2 separate regions of the Mus musculus genome follow, and region 1 is linked to region 2. The links are chromatin contacts, called in public Hi-C maps. All regions are on one chromosome and are shown on one strand. The core of a region is the stretch at or near the end of the contact, and the rest is flanking DNA. Distances in the headings are between cores, read along the strand shown. Region 1 has its middle 6.3 kb from the start of Gm35039. Region 2 overlaps Lekr1 (leucine, glutamate and lysine rich 1).

The links. A called contact is a pair of places that touch in the nucleus more often than the background predicts.
Region 1: a Hi-C map of liver shows a contact between it and region 2, with 2.8 times the contacts expected there. The contact joins two enhancer-like sites. A contact is called at or near these places in 10 of 484 Hi-C or Micro-C datasets (the HL-1 cell line, Sertoli cells, Th1 cells and 6 more), 1 of 115 datasets of contacts at active chromatin or transcription factors (bone marrow-derived macrophages) and 2 of 9 other capture datasets (adipose tissue and embryonic stem cells).

What each region holds. Positions count from the first base shown.
Region 1 is chr3:65,932,040-65,937,070 of GRCm38.p6, forward strand. No RefSeq gene overlaps it. Among named protein-coding and RNA genes, the nearest start is that of Gm35039, 6.3 kb to the left of the region's middle. Within about 2 kb of position 3,317, at least 7 of the 459 cell types and tissues checked have an H3K27ac peak or open chromatin away from gene starts, as enhancers often do. A contact at or near this core is called in liver, where this site is marked.
Region 2 is chr3:65,792,778-65,797,531 of GRCm38.p6, forward strand. All of the region lies in intron 9 of Lekr1 (leucine, glutamate and lysine rich 1), which reads left to right. Among named protein-coding and RNA genes, the nearest start is that of Gm25755, 24 kb to the left of the region's middle. Within about 2 kb of position 2,149, at least 13 of the 459 cell types and tissues checked have an H3K27ac peak or open chromatin away from gene starts, as enhancers often do. A contact at or near this core is called in liver, where this site is marked.

The DNA of each region.
Region 1 (5,031 bases), core at 2,067-4,566, 140 kb after region 2:
ACAGCGTTTCTGACCAAGGACAATTGTGGACACTTTGAGGTGGAGTATGACCCTGATAGTGTCTTAGGTGAGACATGTCACAGATTAGATTTGCAAATCAAGCCATCAGGTAATTTAGCTATGCATAGGTGTGACTGGAGACAGAATGCTCATCGTTCCAATTTCATCCCTATGTCAGCCCTATGGCTGAATCTGTCTGTCTGCCACAAACAGATGTGTGAGCAGATGTGGCCTAGCTTACCACGTAAGAATGCAGAAACCCCAGGCTTAGGGACTAGGTGGTTTAAATTCCACTTCTGCTGGGCTAGAGAGGTGGGTGGCTCAGCAGTTAAGAGCACTAGCGTCTCTTCATGAAGACAGAGCTCTTCCGGAGGACCAGGTTTGATTCCCAGCACCTACATGGTGACACACAGCCTTCACTATCTCTACTTCCATAGTATCTGGAGCCCTTTCCTGGCCTCCTCAGGAATTGCAATGCATGTTGTGCACGGACATACATACTGGCAAAACACCCATACACATAAAGTATTTAAAAATGAGGCAAAAAAAAAAAAAAGCCTACTTGTGCTATATCTTAAGGGTAGGGGGAAGGTACATATATTGTAGGACAGGGATGGCAAATGAGGAGAAGTCGAGAGGATGAGTCCAGGACAGCCAGGTCATGTTATGCAGAGCAATCCTGTCTCGAAAGACAAAAACAAACACATGGCTTTTAAGGCCCTGACCATGAGTAAAACATAACCATTCCTAGGAGGTGATGGCTCTTCACATGGCTTAAAGAGACAGTGGGGGCAGGGGGAGCCCTTGCTCTGAAGCAAAAGTTTGTCTGTACACAGGGTCTTAGCTAAGCCACTCATAGACTAGCCAGTGAGGAAATAATGTAACTCTATGTAGTACTAGTCTCTGCACTTTTATAATGTAACTATGTAGTACTAGTCTCTGCACTTTTATAATGTAACTATTTAGTACTAGTCCATGCACTTTTATAATGTAACTATGTAGTACTAGTCTATGCACTTTTATAATGTAACCATGTAATACTAGTCTATGCACTTTTATAATGTAACTATGTAGTACTAGTCTATGCACTTTTATAATGTAACCATGTAATACTAGTCTATGCACTTTTATAATGTAACTATGTAGTACTAATCTCTGCACTTTTATAATGTAACTATGTAGTACTAGTCTACAAACTTTTACAATGTATCTCTATGTAGTACTCGGCTACACACTTTCAGATGTCTGATCTCACATAATGTTTGCAGTAGCCCAGTTTCCATGTTGGCAGTGGTCACACCCAGTTACAGTAGTAGTTCCACTTAACACAGAAATCTAGTAGAAGTGTTCTCTCCTCCTTTTTCTCCTCCTCCCCCTTTCTGGCTGTTAGATGATCTTTTACTGAAATAATGTCTTTTGTATTTTGTGAACTAGCTGGTTGTTCTGCTGTTAATGTCATCTATAATGTTATGAGGGTGGCAGCCACTGCTGACACTATAGCATAAGGACTGTGCTGGACCAAGGATTTCTTAAATAGTTCAAGCAAGTTCTCTAGCTAAGGACCAATCAGTGCCGCACATGTCCAACAATCTCTTCAAAAGCGGCATTTCCACTGGGTTTAGTCATTTTCTGTTTGTTTCTGTCTCCTGGTGGTTCCTTGGGGTCATTGAGATGAGAAAGGAGGCAAAAGATACCATTGAGTCAGGGTCTGTCTGTCCTGACGATCCTCACTCTGGGTCAGACCTGAATGATCAGCTGCACTGTAATTCTCAGGTCATTCCACTTATCAACTATCTTAGTAATGTTATCACCAACCTTTCGTGGAGACAGACCCAGGGCCTGACCTTGGGAGCCAGAGCAATGCGGTGCCAACCCTGCCAGCGAAGCATTGCCAAGACATGGCTTGGGTCCAGCTGAGGTTGGAATAACAGAGATGACTGATGTCTGGTGATCCCTAATTCAAGACAATTGAAGAAAGTCACACCTTGACACCACCTCATCTTGTCTCAGCAGTGCCCTGTTCTTGACATCAACATAATTCTGGCACTTAAGAACTTCCTTCTAGGTCTAAGAGTGGGATTAACTTTGATCTAATGTTCAGAACTTCTGGTACAAAGCAAGGACTCATGTCCAACACTAGCCCTTTCTCTTTTGAGAAGTCAACTAGCCCTTGTCTGTCTCCACAAAGGTCTACTTTGCACGTGTGGTCAGAGGACTTATACCAATGAATGGTCTTTCTATATGAAGGTAGCCTGAAAGCCTGGTAGCCCATCTAAGACAGGAATAGCCTGTCAGAGTAGTTCTACCTCTGTGTGTTACTGTCTGTCACTCTTTGTTTTTCTGTGTCTGTCTGTCTCTGTCTCTCTCTTCTCTGTGTGTGTCTGTCTGTGTGTCCTCTGTGTATGTGTCTGTCACTGAGTGTGTGTGTGTGTGTGTGTGTGTGTGTGTGTGTGTGTAGGGGTGTCTCTGTGTGTTTGTCTCTCTGTGTCTGTGTGTGTTTTTCTCTGTGAGTCTGTGTGTATCTGTGTGTGTTTGTGTTTGTCACTGTGTGTGTCTGCCTGTGTGTCTGTCTGAGTCTCTGTGCATGTTTCTCTCTCTCTCTCTCTCTCTCTCTCTCTCTCTCTCTCTCTCTGTGTGTGTGTGTGTGTCTGTCTGTCTGTCCATGTGTGTGTCTGTCACTAAATGTGTGTGTAGGGGTGTCTCTCTTTCTGTTTGTCTCTCTGTGTCTCTGTGTGTGTGTCTATGTGTATTTGTGTGTATGTGTATGTGTCTGTGTTTATATGTCTGTTACTGTGTGTCTGTATGTGTGTGTGCATGTCTGTCTCTCTGTATGTATGTGTCTGTCTCTTTGTGTATGTAAATGTCTGTCTCTCTGTGTGTGTCTGTCTCTCTGTGTCTATTTGTGTGTGTGTGTGTGTGTGTGTGTGTGTGTGTGTAGGATCAGTGCAGAGGAGCAGGAGGCCCATTGTGGGTTGATGTAGAGAAATAGGATTGCTCTAGTCCTAAGATAGCTTAGGTCCATATCCAAGCAATGACTGTCCCACTGCCCAGTCCAGGTCAACAACCACCAACTGAAAAGTATTTCTTGGAACCTAGAAAAAAAAGTTTCAGGAAAGTCAGACACAGCGCAGGTCTCCTGGTGGAAGGTCTCCAAACCATCCTGGTATAACTCAACCATGATTGGACATTACCAACCCAGGTAATACGGCCATGGTGCCTGAGGTACATGTCTGCTTATCTAGATCACATGGACCAAGGCTGAGGGTAGACAGGCCAAAACAAGCAGAGCTTAACCTGGCAACATCCCAAGCACTGGTCTCACCACTGTCCCTTCTGATTTCTCAGCTGGACTGACAAAGTCTGCACTGGCATGGCTGAAGTCTATACCCACTCCAACTTTAACCATTTCTGTTTATAGCAGAGCCCTGGCAACAACACAAAGTGAAGCAAAGGTGAGCTTTCTTCCACGAAGTAGAGTTCCTGAATCTTACTTGCTGGAAGTTTGAGTAACCGGTTGTTTAAACCTCACACACACACACATACACACACATACACACACACACACACACACACACACACACACACACACACACACACACACACACACACAGCCACTTCAGTTGGCTCTGCTTTGAATGTACAGTCCCAACCAGAGACCCCAGGAGTGATTACTTAAGTCCTTCTGTTTCGTCCGAGAACCAGCTTCACTGGCCTTTCTTGTTCCAAGATTTGCAGAGAATTGTCAGAAAGACCCCATTTCAGTCACTGGCATTTCAAAGGGGTTCTTGCAGAGGCAAAAATGGTTCCTATGCTCTGAGGACATTTCCTTCACCCTTGAATGTTTATGGGGTGCTCACATGGATCGGTTGCTTGCCAGTTCCGAGCCAGAACCTTTTCTGTTTGGAGGAAGGATAATTTACTAAAAACTGTTTTAGGGGGGTTGTTGTTGTTTTTGTTTTCTTAATTTCCAATTTTTTTTTCCTGGAAACACACCTTCAATTTGTTTTTTGCAAATTAAAGAGTATCACTTTTGGGGGCTGGAGAGATGGCTCAGTGGTTAAGAGCACTGACTGCTCTTCCGAAGGTCCTGAGTTCAAATCCCAGCAACCACATGGTGGCTCACAACCATCTGTAATGGGATCTGATGCCCTCTCCTGCTGTGTCTGAAGACAGCAATGGTGTACTCATATACAGAAAATAAATAAATCTTAAAAAAAAAGAAAGTATCACTTTTGCTGATGCATAATATACCTTCTGTTATCATGATCTTCAGGGATGTTTTCCTAAAACTCTCAAATCTCTTTCTTCATTGCACTAAAAATACTTGCATAGGTGGAACTCACGACTTTTGGCAAACGGTGAATTCAACATCTTCTCTCCTTTCTCCACCAGAGAACAAGTCTACAGCCACTGGAGCATTGCCATGTGTCGCCAGGGGCCACTGGAGCATTGCCATCCGTCACCAGGGGAATCCAACCTTGGCAAGTGTCAGTGCTCAAACTGCGCTGACACCCGGTGGTAAAAGAGCTTCAGGGTCAGGCTGTCTCCCCCACTCTGGGCTCTCACACTAGTTTGAACAGGATTTCGGGCCTGGTCTCAAGGAACAGCTTCTGGGGTCCTACACGATCCGAGGGGGCCTGGCACTAAATGTCATGTGATGTGTTCTTCGGTGTGAAAAGGCTTCTGGCTGTGCGCTTGACTTTAATCTTCCGTTTGGGACACTTGATTCGATTGCCTTAACAAAGGAGGTTTTTCCCCAGGAGTAAGACGGCTGTCAGGCTTTTCAAGAAAGTTCTTGTGGCAGCAGAAGCTCTCTGGTGAGGTTTCCTTCACCTCTATATTTCCATTCATGTTAGGGCCACTGTCTAACATGTACATACCACGCTAATGCCTGGGAACTGACTTCTGTTAATCTCTCTCATCCACAGGCTGTCGTTGAGTACTTGCTGTTTAGAGACTCTAGTTAAGGGAAGGGACACAAAGAGGAATGAAGAGTTCATCTCTGGTTGGAGATTAATTGGACAATCAAGT
Region 2 (4,754 bases), core at 899-3,398:
GATATCTTCTTGACACAGCCTACATTTTCCCCAGTTTGCTAGAGATTTTTTTGTTAGCCTCTCTAATTACATATAATCAAAGTTACTTTATACAGATAATATTAACTTGCACATACTACATGCCAGCCTACTACATAACTTTCAGGGCAAAGTGCAAAATAAAAATGTAGGCCCTTTTGTTTAAACTGAAAGTTTTTTCCTGTGACAGTCTTCCCCTCAAATTGTTAGGGTAGATTTTGTTTTTATTTAATGTCACACTCCCTCAGACATGGCACTACCAGAGTATAAGAATAGACTCTTGACTGGCTTGGTTCCCTAGTATGAGGCCTGCTCCACCTGAAGCAGACCGTGGCAGCAGTGGGTGAAAACGGATAATGTAGGGAGCTGGCAAGGGCTGAGATGAGGTTGGAATTGAGGCTCCAAGACGCTAGCACATGCTTAGTTGACCTACTGTCTTAGTTAGTGTTATGGCACTGTGAAGAGACACATGTCCATGGCAACTCTTATAAAGGAAAACATTTAATTGAGGCTGGCTTACAGTTCAGGGGTTTAGTCTATCCTTGTCATGGCAGAAAGCATGGCAGCATGCAGGCAGACATGGTACTGGAGAAGGAGCTAGAGTTCTACATCTGGATCAACAGGCAGCAGAAGTGACAGCCACCGAGCCTGGGTTTGGGCTTCTGAGGCCTTAAAACACACCCCCTAGTGATGCACTTCCTCCACACCTCCTAATAGTGTCACTCACTGTGGATCTGTGAGTGTGGGCTGTTTTTACTCCAGCTACCACATTCCATTCCCCAGTACCCATAGGCTTGTAGCCATGTCATAATGTGAAATGCATTTAGTCCAACTTCAAAAGTCCCCATAGTCTATCATAGCATCAGCACTGTTTAAAAGTCTGAAGTTCAAAGTCTCTTCTGAGACTCATGCAGTCTCTTAACTGTAACCCCTGTAAAAGTCAAAATGAAAAACAGACCACGTACTTCTAACATACAGTGGCACAGGATATACACTACAGTTTCCAAAAGGGAGCGTACTGAGGAAATACTAGACCAAAACAAAACTGAAAACCAGCTGAGCAAACTCCAAACTCCGCATCTCCATATCTGATGTCAACATGCTCTTCAGATCTCCACCTTCTTTCATCTCGTTGACTGCAACACACTTCTTTCTCTTTGGCTGGTTCCACTCCCTGTTAGCAGCTCTCCTCAGCAGGTAGCACGTCTCTAGAATCTCTTACATCATTGGGTCTCCAAGGCATTTCAGGCTTCACCTTCCCAGCTACACACCATGGCCACTCTAGGCCTCCATGCAGGGGCACACCTGACACATGCCTGGATTCGGCAGCTTCTCTTAGTCGAGGAGGGAACTTCTATAACACCTTCCTTCTGTCCTTGACTCTAAAACTAGAACCACATGGCCTAAGCTGCCAAGTTCTGCTGTTCACTGAGGCTGGAACATAGCTCTTCATTCAAAAGCTTATATCTTCACTGGGTTTTGTTTTCAGTGGTTAACTCCACTGCCTAAGCTTGGCTATTGTAGTACAAGCTGGCTTTGAACTCAGAGATCTGCTTGCCTCTGTCTCCAGAGTATTGGAACTAAAGGCATATACCACCACCCTATTCTTTAATTCTTTTTCATAAGTTGGAAGCCTCACTGGGTAGGATCTTGCCCTAAGGTCACTACTCCCTTTATTCCCTTTAATGCCAGGCTTTAATCTGTTTATCTCCTTGAACACAGGATTTAGCTTCATTCTACTTCTATGGTGCCTTTTTTCTCTGTTTTGTATTTTTCGTTGTTCAGCATGCTCCTTTTCGTTACAGATATTCATAAGAGTGAACACTAAAAAGCACACAACAGAATCAATACTAGGTTGTTTTGAGATTTCCTCTGCCAACAGAATTAATACAAAACTCTTCACTTTAGCCTCAGGCAGATTTTTCAAACAAGCAAAAAGCAGCCACAATTGTTAGCCAAAATATTATAAGAATAGTCTTTAGAACACATAGAACACATAGAAATCTTCTTCTCCTCTGAAACCTCAAGCCTGGACCCTGCAGTTCAGCTCACCCTCAGCACCACTGTCTTCCATGTTCCTACTGTGCTCGCCCTTTAACCCCCACTTAGTGTTCAACTACATTTCTAAAAGTCCAAAGTTCCAGAGTCCACATTCCTCCAAACAAAAGCATGGCTGGGCCTACCACAGCAATACCTCACTCCTGGTGCCAACTTGTCGTAGTGAGGTTTCTATGGCTGTGAAGAAGCACCATGACCACAGCAACTCTAATAAAGGAAAACATTTCATTTGAGCTGGTTTACAGTTTCAGGGGTCCATTATTGTTATGGAGGAAACATGAAAGAGTGCAAGCAGGCATGGTGCTGCGGGAGGAGCTGAGAGTTTTACATCTTGATCCACAGGTGGAAGGAAACTGTGTGCCACACTTTAGCATAGGAGACCTCAAAGCCCGGCCCCACAGTGACATACTTCCTCCAGCAAGGCTACACCCACTCTGACAAGGCCATGCCTCCTATTAAGTGCCACTCCCTATGGACCAATGAGGGTCATTTTATTCAAACCACCATATCTATCTCATTTCACTTTAAAAACACAAATTAAGTTCTTGTACATTTCAGAATGGTGACTTAAAAGCATAAAAATGGGCTTTGGGCATTAGAAAGGACAGGGAAAATATAAGGAAATAGTCTGTGGAGAACTGCTGAAGTCTGCAGAACCTTAAACTAGAATTACATCATTCCCCCTTTCCTCCTTCCTATCCTATGTCTCCTCTCCCTCTGAAATTCATGGCCTTCTCCTCTTTAACCAGTGTGTGCGTGTGTGTGTGTGTGTGTGTGTGTGTGTATGTGTGTGTGTGTGAGTGTGTGTGTGAGTGTGTGTGTGTGTGCGTGCGTGTGTGTGTGTGTGTGTGAGTGTGTGTGTGTGTGTGTGTGTGTGCGTGTGTGTGTGTATGTGTGTGTGTGCGCGTGCGTGCGTAAAACAAATATATAAATACATCTTGCTTGCTGAATCTGTTCAGCTTTGCCTATATGCATGTTTCTAGGGTAAGCACTTGGTAGTGGATAATGATTTAGGGGACTTATCCCTAGGGAAACTAATTCTCCCTCTCTCATCAGTTATTAAATGCTTGTATCTCTTTATATAGGAGTGAGGCTTTATGAGATTCCTGCCCTTCCCACATCCCATCTACACTGGGTTGTCAACCAATGTTGGAATTGTTCAGGTTCTATTTAGGCAGCCATGTTTAGATTTACGGGTGTGGCTTCCCTATAACTAGAAGGCACAATCTCACAGCAGACTTGCTGGCTCTCTGCCTCTTACAGTCTTACAATCTGTACCTTCGGTACAGGAGTTGTGTTGTGGATGTATCAGTTGTGGCTGGGTAACCCACACTCAGTTGTTGTCTGTATTTTTGGCTAGTTATGGTTTTTTGTAATGATCTCCTTCTGCTTCCAAGAGAAGCTTTTTTGAGGGGTATGAGTTACATTATCTGTGGGTGTAAGGATAAATATTTAGAGTGAAGCTAGGAATTATATTGGTTTAAGAGAGTGGAAGTAGAGAGGAAGGGGAATAAATAATGCTTAGGATGCTTGAAAAACATATAGAGAATCATCGTTTTATATTTACCTAAACTCACATACAATACATATATGTGAATACGTATATATGTAGCTAAGTAAAGTTACACCCCCTTGCGATGATAAGACTCCTCCAAAGAGCCATAGATTGTCTAATCTAATAACCTCCCCCAGCCCAGTACCTGATGTGAGAAACCTCCTTTCATTGGCCAGGAGAATCTAAGAGGGTCTCTAAAACAATATAAGCTATTGCTGTTGTGCTTGGTTGCTTCCCCAGAAATTTACTAAAGACACTGTGCACTGTGGACATAGAACTGTGAGGAGGAGTGAGCCAGAGCCGACTTAAACGCCCCCTGAGGACTAACTTTCACAAGTACCATGAAGTGAAAGCTACAAAGGGAGGAAATCGTCATAGTTCCATGCAGCTGTGGCCGTTATGAACCATAATAGACACCATCACGTAAGATATCCCTAAAGGGGCAGTAGTGATGCTGTGTGTCGGCAATAACCAACTGACAGCTTTACAACTGAACTTAAGGCTGGCTTAAAAGAGGGAAGTCATACCTAGGGAAATTAGAACCCTACCCAATGCACGTGGATAGCAAGACCATGATACTAGAGCAGATTCCACTTACCCTTTTAACTTTGATTTTAGCTATATGGCTCGGTTAAACACAGCACTGTCTTCAAACATTTATCATGTCCTTGTGATGAAAATAGTCAGAATACTTTCTTCAAGCTTTTGGAAGTGTGGCACACAGTTAACATTAGAACACCAGACCCTCTTACTCCTACTGTAGTCAGTCCTCCTGAGCAAGTGCTTCACCTCTCTCTACCCCCAGCCTCTCCCACCTTTAGTAACTGCAATTCTACCCTTAAACTTTATGAGATCAACTCTTTGTAAACCACATATGCGTCAGATCATGCAGCAGCGTTTAGCTTGTCTTTCTGTGCCTAGCTTATTTCACTTAACACAGTGCTCTCCAGTTCTAACCACATTGTCACAAATGGTAGGAGTTTCTTCTTTGTAATTGCCATAATATGCCGTTGTTTCACCAAACTTTTCTGAATTCCCGTGATGGATACTAGCTTCCATTTCTTGGCTATTGCTGCAGTACACATGGGAGTGCAGATGTCTCCTTGACATACAATTCCCCACC